Regions from separate parts of the Mus musculus genome. Here region 2 is linked to region 1. Evidence: chromatin contacts called from public promoter capture Hi-C data. All regions are on one chromosome and are shown on one strand. The core of a region is the stretch at or near the end of the contact, and the rest is flanking DNA. Distances in the headings are between cores, read along the strand shown.

Region 1 (4,939 bases), core at 912-3,411:
TGGTCTAGACAGGCCTCAAACTCGTGCTCCTCCTGCTCCTCCTGCTCCAGGCTTCTCAGTATTGGGACTAGAGTGTATATAACCATGCTCTACACAATATTTTTGAGAAGTGGTGTGGGGACCAAGGGACTGGGACATAGGACCTTCTGCATGCTAAGCGAACACCAGCTGAGCTACCTCTCCATCCCTACACACAATTGTGCTATGAGAGGTGCCTGTGGACTCCTTTTGGAGCACACACACTGACTTCTGGTGGTTTTCCACAGCTCTGAGCAAAATGTTTAGAACATCAAAGCTACGCATCCCGACACAGGAACAGTACAGTTGGAGATGACCACACACATGAACACATGTCCTTCTCTTGGGTAAACACTACCTTCCAGATTCTTATAGAGCTCTCCAGCCTGAAGGACATTGGTTTCTGATTCACCCGTTATCACCACACTGTCTTCCTCTACTCGTCAGGTGCACTGCTCTCTTGCAAGTCTTTGCAATACTGTAGGACAAAAACCTTGAGGTCCCCTCTAAATGAAAAGTGCCCCTGTAGCCTTTGGCTTCAGCGACCTGCTGGACCCATACCCCTTACCCCTAGGGCCAGTGCCACCTTTAAATGACAAGAGCTCATTTTTGAAGCCTTCCACCTCCTAAATTTAGAACCATAGATTAAATCCAAATAAGTGGTTAGTTACATAACTTCACATCCCTCTTCATGGCCCCCTCCCCTTGGAATAATCAGCCTTAATCAGCTAACAATGAGGCCCTGGATGTAGCCCCAATCCCCCTGAGAAGCTATTAAGCTTATGTAAGGAGTGACATTGGCCTGGTGTGCTAGGAAGCTTTACAACACATCATCTGTCATCCTATCGTCCCCCTCTCTGTTTGTCCTGATCCATACACACACACACACACACACACACACACACACACACACACACACACACACACCCCGCCTCTCACATGTCTATCAGAATGCTAAAGCTGCTTAGCTAGCCTGGGCTTGAGCACAGGCAAGCTGAGAGAAGGCTGTACTCATCAGAAGGTTCAAATGTATCACCTAAAAATAAAACCCCTAAATCGGTAGCGACAGCACACCCTGGGAGGAAGGGAACTTTCTGCCATAGACCCACTGATGGAAGTGAATAGGGAGGGGCAAGGAGGGAGACTTAAGAGGAAAAGTTTCTTAGCACTGCTCAGTGATGAAATGGGCAGTGAGAGAGAGCTCCCCATTGCTGGGGGTGAGGAAACTAAGACTTTGTGCACTGAGCAGAGATTGAGTAGTGGTGTTTATCCATGGTATGTGCTAAGAACTGTGTTCTGTGGCTGCTGATGGAGAAGGAAAAAGGGTTGCCCCTCAAATGTCCAATGAGGAGTTCTGGACACACAGAAGGGGCTCTGAGGCTCAGCGAGAGTTATCTTGATTGACTAGTAATGTCTGCCATGGTCGCAGAAAACAGTAGAAGAGATGTTATTAGTGCTCTATCTTGTCATTTATCCCTTGTAAGCAAGGAAGCCGGCATTCACAACAGGTTTCCAGTTGGTAGGTGACAGAACCAAATACGGACACAGGCTGTTTGGCTTCAAAGTCTGTTGTGGCCACTACTCCATGATGTCAAGAAAGGCCTTGAGGCTCAATATGTAACCACCAGGCAGGAAGCAGGATCCCTCCTCTTCTAATGCTATGGAGGTTTGTCGTCTCTTAGTTTTGGCTTTAAAGCTGTGCAGGCTGCTCCAGTGTGAGGAACCAGACTTTGTTCAGAACCTCCAATAATCCATCTCCCATCTCTGACTCCGGTCCTGAGAAGATAATGTGAGTGATCCTTCCTATAACACAAAAGCAGAATCTAATGAAACCAAACATGGGCTCCCCTCTTCCTCCCTTCCTGGGCATGGAGGTGTACCAGAACCCTGCCAGAGAGCCCACTCTACAGCACATGGCCATCAGCTACAGACAGCGGCATGATACCTTACACGAACACCCCATTCTTGAGTAGCACATCTGTGGTCAACTGTCATCCTAGTTTCACCGCTGTCGTCTGCTGGTCCCTATTCAATGGCTTCTCATGCCCTCTTATAAGTCATTCGTCCTTCCCTCACAGAGCCTGCTCCCTTTAGCCCTATTGCTCAGCCTCCCTGTCTCCAATTTCCCCCAGGGGAGATCTCACTCCTTCTCTCAGCTGAGGAACACAGTTGCCAGAAGAGAGAGATTTCACAAAGGCCACGCTTAAATCCAAACACAAAAGTTCTCCAATCAAATGTGGCTTGGGGCTGTCCCACCCTCCCTCTTCCTTTTTGTAAGCACAGGGACAGTAGGGTAACAAAGCAAGTTGGGCTCATTGAGGCCACTCGGAGCTTGGCCCAGACCCTGGAGCTGGGGGATCCAAAGGCAAGGCTGCTTTTGTATGGTGCCAGTTGGTACCTTGTTGTGCAAGGCTGGGGGGAGGGGCCAGGGCTGCTGAGGCTGGGAAAGGAGGTTGGGTGTCTCCTGCCCACCGAAAGTTAAACTTGGATGGGCCTCAAAGCAGACAAAGAGGCTTCCTGACGCCACAGAAGTGCCTCCTCCTTTAAAATTAACCCCCACAGCTCACCCTCTCACAGAGATAAGTAAGGAGGCAAACTTCTGGCTGCAAAAGGTGGACCCTGAACAGCCACTACTTCCGGAGTGGACTTGAGCCTTTCTTCGCAGCCCATTAACTGAAGCTGCCTGGAAAATCACAGAGGCCAGTCATCTCCAAATTCTTGGCATCAGATCTCATTGCGCAAACAAAATCTTTCTTGAAAACTCGGTTCATTGAAACAGAAAAGCTCACAAGGTGTCCAGGTGGGATGAGCCTGGGACCCATCTAAGATGCTAGAGGAGTGACAGAGGATTCCTGAGTTTCCCTCAGGATGGGGGTTCCTGGTATCTTGATTCTCTGAGAGCCACCAGCCCAAGCAAGGGTTAAGAGGGGCTGGAAGTGCCTGCCGACAGCCTAGGATACTGTGATTGTCACATCTATTTCTGTCACCTGTTTGCCTCCCTGAGCCCCGTGTCGCCACAGCTGACATTTAAATGAGTTTGCATTTGTGGATCCCACACCAACTGGTGCTGTCTGTGGGTGCTGTGGGGTACTGAGTACGGAGGGCTTCAAACCAGACAGATGGAAGGGAGTGGCTTCGGGGATTAGGATGGTGTGATCCCAGACCATCAGCACTGGCCGGAAGCATCTGAAGTGCCTTAAAGACACAAACCAAGGTGCTGAAGAATGCTAGGAGTGGGCAGACCTGTTCCAGGCACTCTTCCTTTGTGCTGTGTGGCTTCAGTCAAGTCTTACCCTCTCTGTTTTCATCATGAGGACCACTGTTTCCCTAATCACCAAGTGTGTTGTACACACCATGGCCTTAGACTGTATCACCTCCTAGGGAAACTGTTTCTAGTCTGCCTCCCTTGGACTTTTTCTTCTGGCCACTTACCAGGCTGGGGGGACTGGCTGGGGGTGGGGAGCACAGGGCAGTGCCAGGTATCCTGCTGTGACAAACCCTGAGACGTCACTTTGATGCTTTAATAGAACGTCTGTAAAGTATGTTGGTTTCTAATGCACAATCATGTTTTATTTCTGCAGAGCAATTTCTGTGCCCTTCCCCCTGGTGATATCAGTCAGGTCATCTGAACTAACAGAGTTAAAGCACCCCCCCAACCCCCCCCCCCCACACACACAATTTAACACAAGTATGCCATGCGTGGAGTATGGGTCTCAAATGTGTGAAGCTAGGGAAGATGGCTGGCCGATTGCTGACATGGTGGGGCTCCTTAGCCCCAGCCTTGGAGAGGGTCCCATGGAGGCTCATGATGATTCAGAACTGCTTGCCATCAGACGAGCATCGTAGGCAGGGGTTTAAGGGCCTGTTGGGTTGCTGGGAACTGTTCTGTGGAACTGTAACTTAGTCTGGAAGGTCGAGGGTAGATGAGAAGCCACTTCTGAGGGATTCCACAGAGCACTTGGCTTTCTAGTGTCACAGTGGGCATGTTTCCCACTAACGCCTGCAATGCTCTTGCCAGACAAGACCCTTCCCTCCAGCATTCAAGCCTGTGTGTGTGTTAGTAGCCTCCAACCCCACATGGCCTTGTGGTATTCCAATACCTTGTGGTATTGTGGGCTAGGTCCCAGAGTGGCTGCCTGACTTCAGCTTGATAGCTGGGGCCTCATTGGAAGGGGGACAGGTAGTTCTTGGAGTGGAAATCTCATGTGCTTAGGGTGTAGACGCTCAAGGACCCACAGACAATGTTGCCATGGTGAAGCAGGCTTTCCCAACCTGTGACTCAAGAGGCAAAGTCCCAGGATCACCCAGGCCTGGGTCATGTGAGCCAGAAGAAAGCAGGGTAACTTGATTGACAGCTTTGACCCTAGACTCATCAAAGAGCGTCAGTGCTCCCCCAAAGAAAATTTGGAATGTCTTTTTTCAAAAAAGGAGTGAAGGCTGCCGGGTAGGAACGGAATGCAGACAGGGCCTGCTGTACCTTCTTGCCTATTTTTGCTGTAGTTTCTGTAAACAGGGGCAAGAATGGACGGGCCCTTTGAGGGAATGATATCATATGTGTGAGGGCCTGGCTCTTAACACTAACACTCTGTAAATGCCAGCAATTTAAAAAGTTTTCCCTTCCTCCTTTTCTTTTTTTCTTTCTTTCTAATTAAGGACACTAAGTCAAAAAGTGTCTTTTGGCTAAGTGTGCCTAGCAGATGTCACAAGCACCTTTGGTCCCACCCACAGAGGTCATCTGGGTGGCAGATGAGGGTTCAGATCTCAGAACCAGGACTGAGATATGCAGTAGAGATGGCTAGCATGGATTGAGTGCCTGCTGTATACTGATCCTAGACCCTGCTTCCGCAGGCCACTCTGTTTAGTCTCAGGAGTTAGATGCTGTTGTGAGAAGCCTCACCTGTCACCGAGGAAACACAGGCAG
Region 2 (5,298 bases), core at 1,344-3,843, 150 kb before region 1:
TTTGCTAGAAGGTGATACTAGAAGATTCTGTGAGGGGAACAGGTGCGGCTGCTTACCAAGCTGAAAGCTGCTTGGATGAGCAAGATTGAGAGCAGGGGGCTCAGAACATGCACCTCCCACCGGGGACATCATGAAACATATACTTGGGCTCAAGTTAGAACCAAAAGCATTCGGCTCCCCCTGAAGTTCAAAGCTCTGGACCTGCCTTGTCCACCTCAAGAATGAGCAATCAGGACTAGCCAACTACAAGACAGATGTAAAAGGTGGTGTACCCCCAACCCTCCGCACCAGGCACTGTGAACAGAGTCAATTCACTTCTTTCTGTCCTTCATTTTAGATTTTCTCAAACCAGCCTCAGGAGAGGGGCCAAGCACCCTCCTCTACAACCACAGTAAACTTGAGCGAGTAGAAGCCGAGAATACTTAGACTGCTGGGATGCCCCGAGTGAAGCACGCCATGTTCTGCCTGGGCTTCCCTTGGTTGTGCAATACCCTTGTTCAAATGCACTTTTCTTTGTTATGGTGCTTGCCAAAAAAATCTTAGAGTCACCATCCCTCTTGCTGTGCTGGCTGCTTACACATCACTGTGGGGAAGGAGCGTGGACGAGGTCTTTGAAGTGGATAAAAGAAAAGAAGCCACTCGGACTGACTACATGCACGGTGTGAACATGCCCATTGTGCACAGAGATCTCTTTGGTGAACCCCATCTTTCTCCCATAACAAGTTTCCTCTGTGTTTTTAGTGGAACCCCGTAACGGCTTTGGAATCACTTTGCATGTGTAAGTGGGGGATATCGACATTTGTAGAGGGTCTGGAAGAGGTGCTGGGCCCCTTGCTAAACAACTTCCAACACAAGAGGCTGTGATTGAGGTCCTGTGCCCTCAGGCCCTTCCCTGCCTTTGGAGCTTCTGAGAATGGGTAAATAGTTCTTCTGAGTGTCCAACTGGGACACAGTGAAATAGATATGTGTGCACAGTGTGCTGTTCACACTGGAGGAGGGGCTGCGTTATGGCCCAGCAGCTGACAGAGGATGAATAGTCTCTGAGGTCCCTGAGGTCAGAGGATCCAGTGAAATGGCCACATTGGATGGCTCTCCAGACGTGTAGTGGGTGGAGACTCGGCATCCAGATACATTGCCTATGAGCCTAGCCTGCCCTCAGCTGAGACATGAATATCTAAATGATCTAGACACAAAGTATCAAGGTACCCTCTGACCTTCCAATACCAAGGCAACCTGATCTCCGCTGAGACATGAATATCTAGATGATCTAGACACAAAGTATCAAGGTACCCTCTGACCTTCCAATACCAAGGCTCAGGATCAGAGAACTGAGACATGACCTTAAGTTTCAAATATAAGGAGATCGAGGGAAGAGAATGGCAGGGACTTAGGGTACCTGCCCTGGTCTGTAAAAAAACACCTAGAATAATGAAGGACAGTCTTCCCTATCTCACCCATCCATGTGGCCTGAAGGAAGACCCAACCCATGGCTCTTGGCAGCCTCTAGAAGCCCCAGAGTAATTAGGTTGGATAACACCTGACCACCCTGCAAGAGAATGGGGTGAGGAGGTGGCCCCTGGTGATATCCACCCCAGAACCCCATCCACTACAGGGCGACTAGAGCCCAGACCCCTAAAAAACCGTGATGAGGTAGTAGGAGTCAAGACCATGTTCCAGAACCTTCTTTGCTGGAGTTCTGGATCCCATGTTGCTAAGGAAGAGCCCCTGACCCTAAGATCGACCATCCATTCTGTGAATGTTAGCATCTTGAGTAGCAACATGGGGCCAACAGGGCCCCAACTCCCCAAAGGCAACAGTGTCCTCATATCCTACTCCCAAATCGGCTCTGTCGTGGGCTCTGAGTGATGTTTCTCCCCTGCCCTCTCGCTCCTGGTGACTGTGGTGGAGGCTGGGAGGGGTGAGGTTTGGAACATAGACAGGAAGGACTCAAGAGTGGATCGGCTTGGCACTGGAGCCCGCCAGGTGCCAAATGCAAACCACAGAAACCAAGGCTGAGATGTCAGCAGCGCTGGTGATTGGTGTGCTAGCTGTGGCTGACCTGAGCCTTATTAGAAAACCAACTTCCATGGCTAAAGCCAGCGGATGCTGGGGAAGTGTTGGGGGCTGGAAGACCACAACTAAAACAGCCACCAAGTTTCATCTCAACCGCCCTTGCTCCTCCCACCTTCAGTGGGCCAGAATGCACTGAGGACCTTTAACTGTAGCCTTTGTACTCAGGTATGGGAGCACATCTTGGGGGGAGAGGGGATGTCTATGTAAAAGCCAGGCTCCCTCCATCCCCCTGGGGTCTGGCTCCATGCCTGCAGTACTCATCTTACACACTAGGTGGCAGTGCCCACCACCACTGCCACCGACACCACCGTACCTGACTCAGCCACATCAGCAATGTCCACCCCTTGCTCTTGTGCCATGAAGCCCAGGATGGAAAAAATTGCGAAGCCAGACACAAAACTGGTACCACTGTTCAGGCATCCCAGCAGCATACAGTCCCTAAGTTACACACACGTCAGGGGGTAAGTTAATCACAACACAAGGAAGCCACGCTCCCTACTTCTCTTTTTTTTTCTTTAATCATCATTTCTAACGTCCACCGGGCCCGCCAGCGCGACACTTGCCTGTACGAGTTATACTTGTACTTGTTATAGCTTCCCAGTGAGGTCATGGCCCCCAGGCAGATTGCGTAGGAAAAGAATATCTGAGTTCCAGCGTCGATCCACACCTGAAGAGGGGAAGAGCATTAGGGTGGTTGCCTGGGGTGATTAACCATGACAATGTCTACACAGGCGAGCTGCAAGGAACCCCAGAGGCAGATCTAGAACCCCAGAGGGCAGATCTAGAACCCCAGAGGGCAGATCTAGAACCCCAGAGGAAGACCCTCTTCTTCCTGCATCAGTTAAGGCCTCTAACTCTGGAGTGACCAGTACCACTCCTGAAACCTTGCTTTTCATATCTACAGAATGGGCCCCTAGCCTACCCTGCCCCTGCAAACAACTTTCCACACTCAGTAAAGAGCAGTCTTCTCTGAGTCTATTGCTAAGTTGCCACGGTCCACATCAAGCACACCAAGGCAGCTTTGACGGCTGTGATGGCTTAGTCTGAGACCTAAGTTAGAACACAAGGCATTCTTTACTTCTCTAGGGACTGTAGCTTATAGCTCTGGAAGGCAGCAAGCCTACCTTCCCAGCTTACAGCTCAGGCTGGCCACCAACCCTGCTCTGCTCCAATTTTCAACTGCTTCCCAGGGGCTTGGGAGCCTGGGACAAAGGTCTCAAAAGACACACAAAAGCCTCCAGGGGTTTCACCAACTCTAACACTCTTCAGCTATGTGCTGAGACAGGGGGACTTACAATTTGACCCCCTTAACCTTCAGAGCACCATTGATCCTATCTGAGGATGGTATCCTAAACATTGAGTCTCTGGTCCTGATGTGGCTGGAACAGGGGCCCCTCCTCGCCTTAGCAAGGAGTGATTGCCTGAGGCAGGCTCTGTAGCTCAGAAGGACTGTGAGCCACTACTGGCCCAGGAGAGAAGTACCAGGCAGTAATGGTTGGCTACACATGGGCATCAAAGAGCCAGAGAAAACACTGCCATCTGTACCCTGTGTGCACCACCGGTTTATACAGGGTCTTGGGATGAGGTACCACACCCTGCTGTACCTGTGGGTCCCCAAGGCGGCTGATGTCAGGGTACAGGTAGAATTTGATGCCTTCACCAGCACCTGGCAGGGTCAGTCCACGGACCAGCAGCACCAGAAGCATGGCAAACGGGAAAGTAGCGGTGAAGTAGACAACCTGTTGTCGAGAAGGCATCGGGTAGACTTGTGAGTGTCCTTGCTGCAATGAAGTGTGGGCCATCCTCTTCTCTCAGAGGCACGTGCTTGCCCTGGGTGCAGCAAGGACCCTAGAGACATATTGGTCTCACTTGCCGTGCCGTCTTTAGTGTGTTGTGCGACCCCTGAGCCTCTGCCACTTTCCTTAAATATGACATAAGGGTCTCTCTTATAGATTTAAAAAAAAATCCTGTGGATAATTCACATAGCCCATTCAGGCTCAGAATTTAACAAAGCAGGCAAGACAGAAAGCATGCCCACCCTTTGAAGAGATTATGCAAAAATACAAACATACAGACTGAGTCAACTATCAGGGACCCTAGGCAACGACTCAGCCCGTGGTCACATGGCACTCAGCACATATCGGCTAGCATGACAACTATCAGTATAACACAGGGGTCGGTGGGGGGGTTGGGAGTAAAGAAAGGGCTCGAGAGATGACACGTGGCTGAGAGGACTGGCTGCTTTTGCAAAGGACCCAAGATTGATTCCCAGCATCCACGTGGCAGCTTAGACCCAGTTGAAATTCCAGTTGCAAAGGACCTGACATCTCTGGTCATCTCTGACACCAGGCACACATAATATTTAGGCAACATACCTACACATATTTAAAAAAAAAAAAAAAAGACAGAAGCAGGTATAGGTGCACATCTGTAATCCTAGCACCCAGGAGGCTGAGGCAGATGTGTTCAAGGCCTGCCTGGGGATACAGAGTGAGACAAGGGGTCAGCTCCAACTCTGAGATGCAGGCCATGTTGGTCACTCTCTCTGGGTTTCTTCTCATATACAATGAGGACAAGAGTCACAGCAGCCCTTATCCAGGGGAAGATGGGTGAGCATCGGCACGGTCAGAGCCCAGCCGATGACTGTCAAGACATACAGCCTGCTTGACAGTGACTTGAGAGGTAGGCAGGAACTTCCCTAAGGTCATGCCCAGAATGGGAAAGACCCAGCAGGTTCCCAGCTTACAGGAGACCCATGGGGTCACGCTGTGTGGCTAGGGTTGGGATGAGGAAGAGATGGGTAATAATGCCCTTTGCCTGGTCCTATGAGCTGTTTAGCCACCCCACTGCAGGGTAGTTGGCCTTTACCATGGGTAGAAGGCCTGAGGGAGGCCATACTTTCTAGGAGGTCAAGCCCCTTGGAGAGGAACTCAAGCACAATGGCTGGTACTATCACTACCCTTCCCCACTTTTAGGGGAGAGACGTGGACTAGATAGGCTTAGGTTCCCAGCTCTGAGGCTAAGATAAGGAGATGGACTGGCCCAGAGGGTCAGCTGGAGTTTACCGCTCATCTATCCTACCTCCCAGTTGGCAACTGTGGCTGCCGCTTCCAGGGGGAACTCTGATCTCACCCTCTACCGAGGTCTTCAGGGAGTGTTTGGAAACAGCCCAGAAGGTGGTGGCAGGGCTTAAAGGAGGGCCCTCTCCTGCCTGCTACCCCTCCC

Evidence for each region. Capture Hi-C pulls out chosen DNA fragments and counts their contacts.
Region 2: a contact with region 1 is called in a promoter capture Hi-C map of adipose tissue. The contact joins two enhancer-like sites. A contact is called at or near these places in 1 of 39 promoter capture datasets (pre-B cells), 1 of 15 datasets of contacts at CTCF or cohesin (the NIH/3T3 cell line), 33 of 484 Hi-C or Micro-C datasets (B cells, B-cell progenitors, the C10 cell line and 22 more), 15 of 115 datasets of contacts at active chromatin or transcription factors (CD8 T cells, the HPC-7 cell line, T-cell acute lymphoblastic leukemia and 10 more) and 5 of 9 other capture datasets (adipose tissue, embryonic stem cells, embryonic tail and 2 more).

Annotation. Positions count from the first base shown.
Region 1 is chr6:91,588,728-91,593,666 of GRCm38.p6, reverse strand. No RefSeq gene overlaps it. Among named protein-coding and RNA genes, the nearest start is that of Gm40387, 70 kb to the left of the region's middle. Within about 2 kb of position 2,161, at least 50 of the 459 cell types and tissues checked have an H3K27ac peak or open chromatin away from gene starts, as enhancers often do. A contact at or near this core is called in adipose tissue and uterus, where this site is marked.
Region 2 is chr6:91,738,391-91,743,688 of GRCm38.p6, reverse strand. Slc6a6 (solute carrier family 6 (neurotransmitter transporter, taurine), member 6) reads right to left here. Exons shown (of 15, transcript NM_009320.4): 7 at 3,678-3,812; 8 at 2,637-2,740; 9 at 2,387-2,511. Among named protein-coding and RNA genes, the nearest start is that of Gm44981, 19 kb to the right of the region's middle. Within about 2 kb of position 2,593, at least 21 of the 459 cell types and tissues checked have an H3K27ac peak or open chromatin away from gene starts, as enhancers often do. A contact at or near this core is called in adipose tissue and uterus, where this site is marked.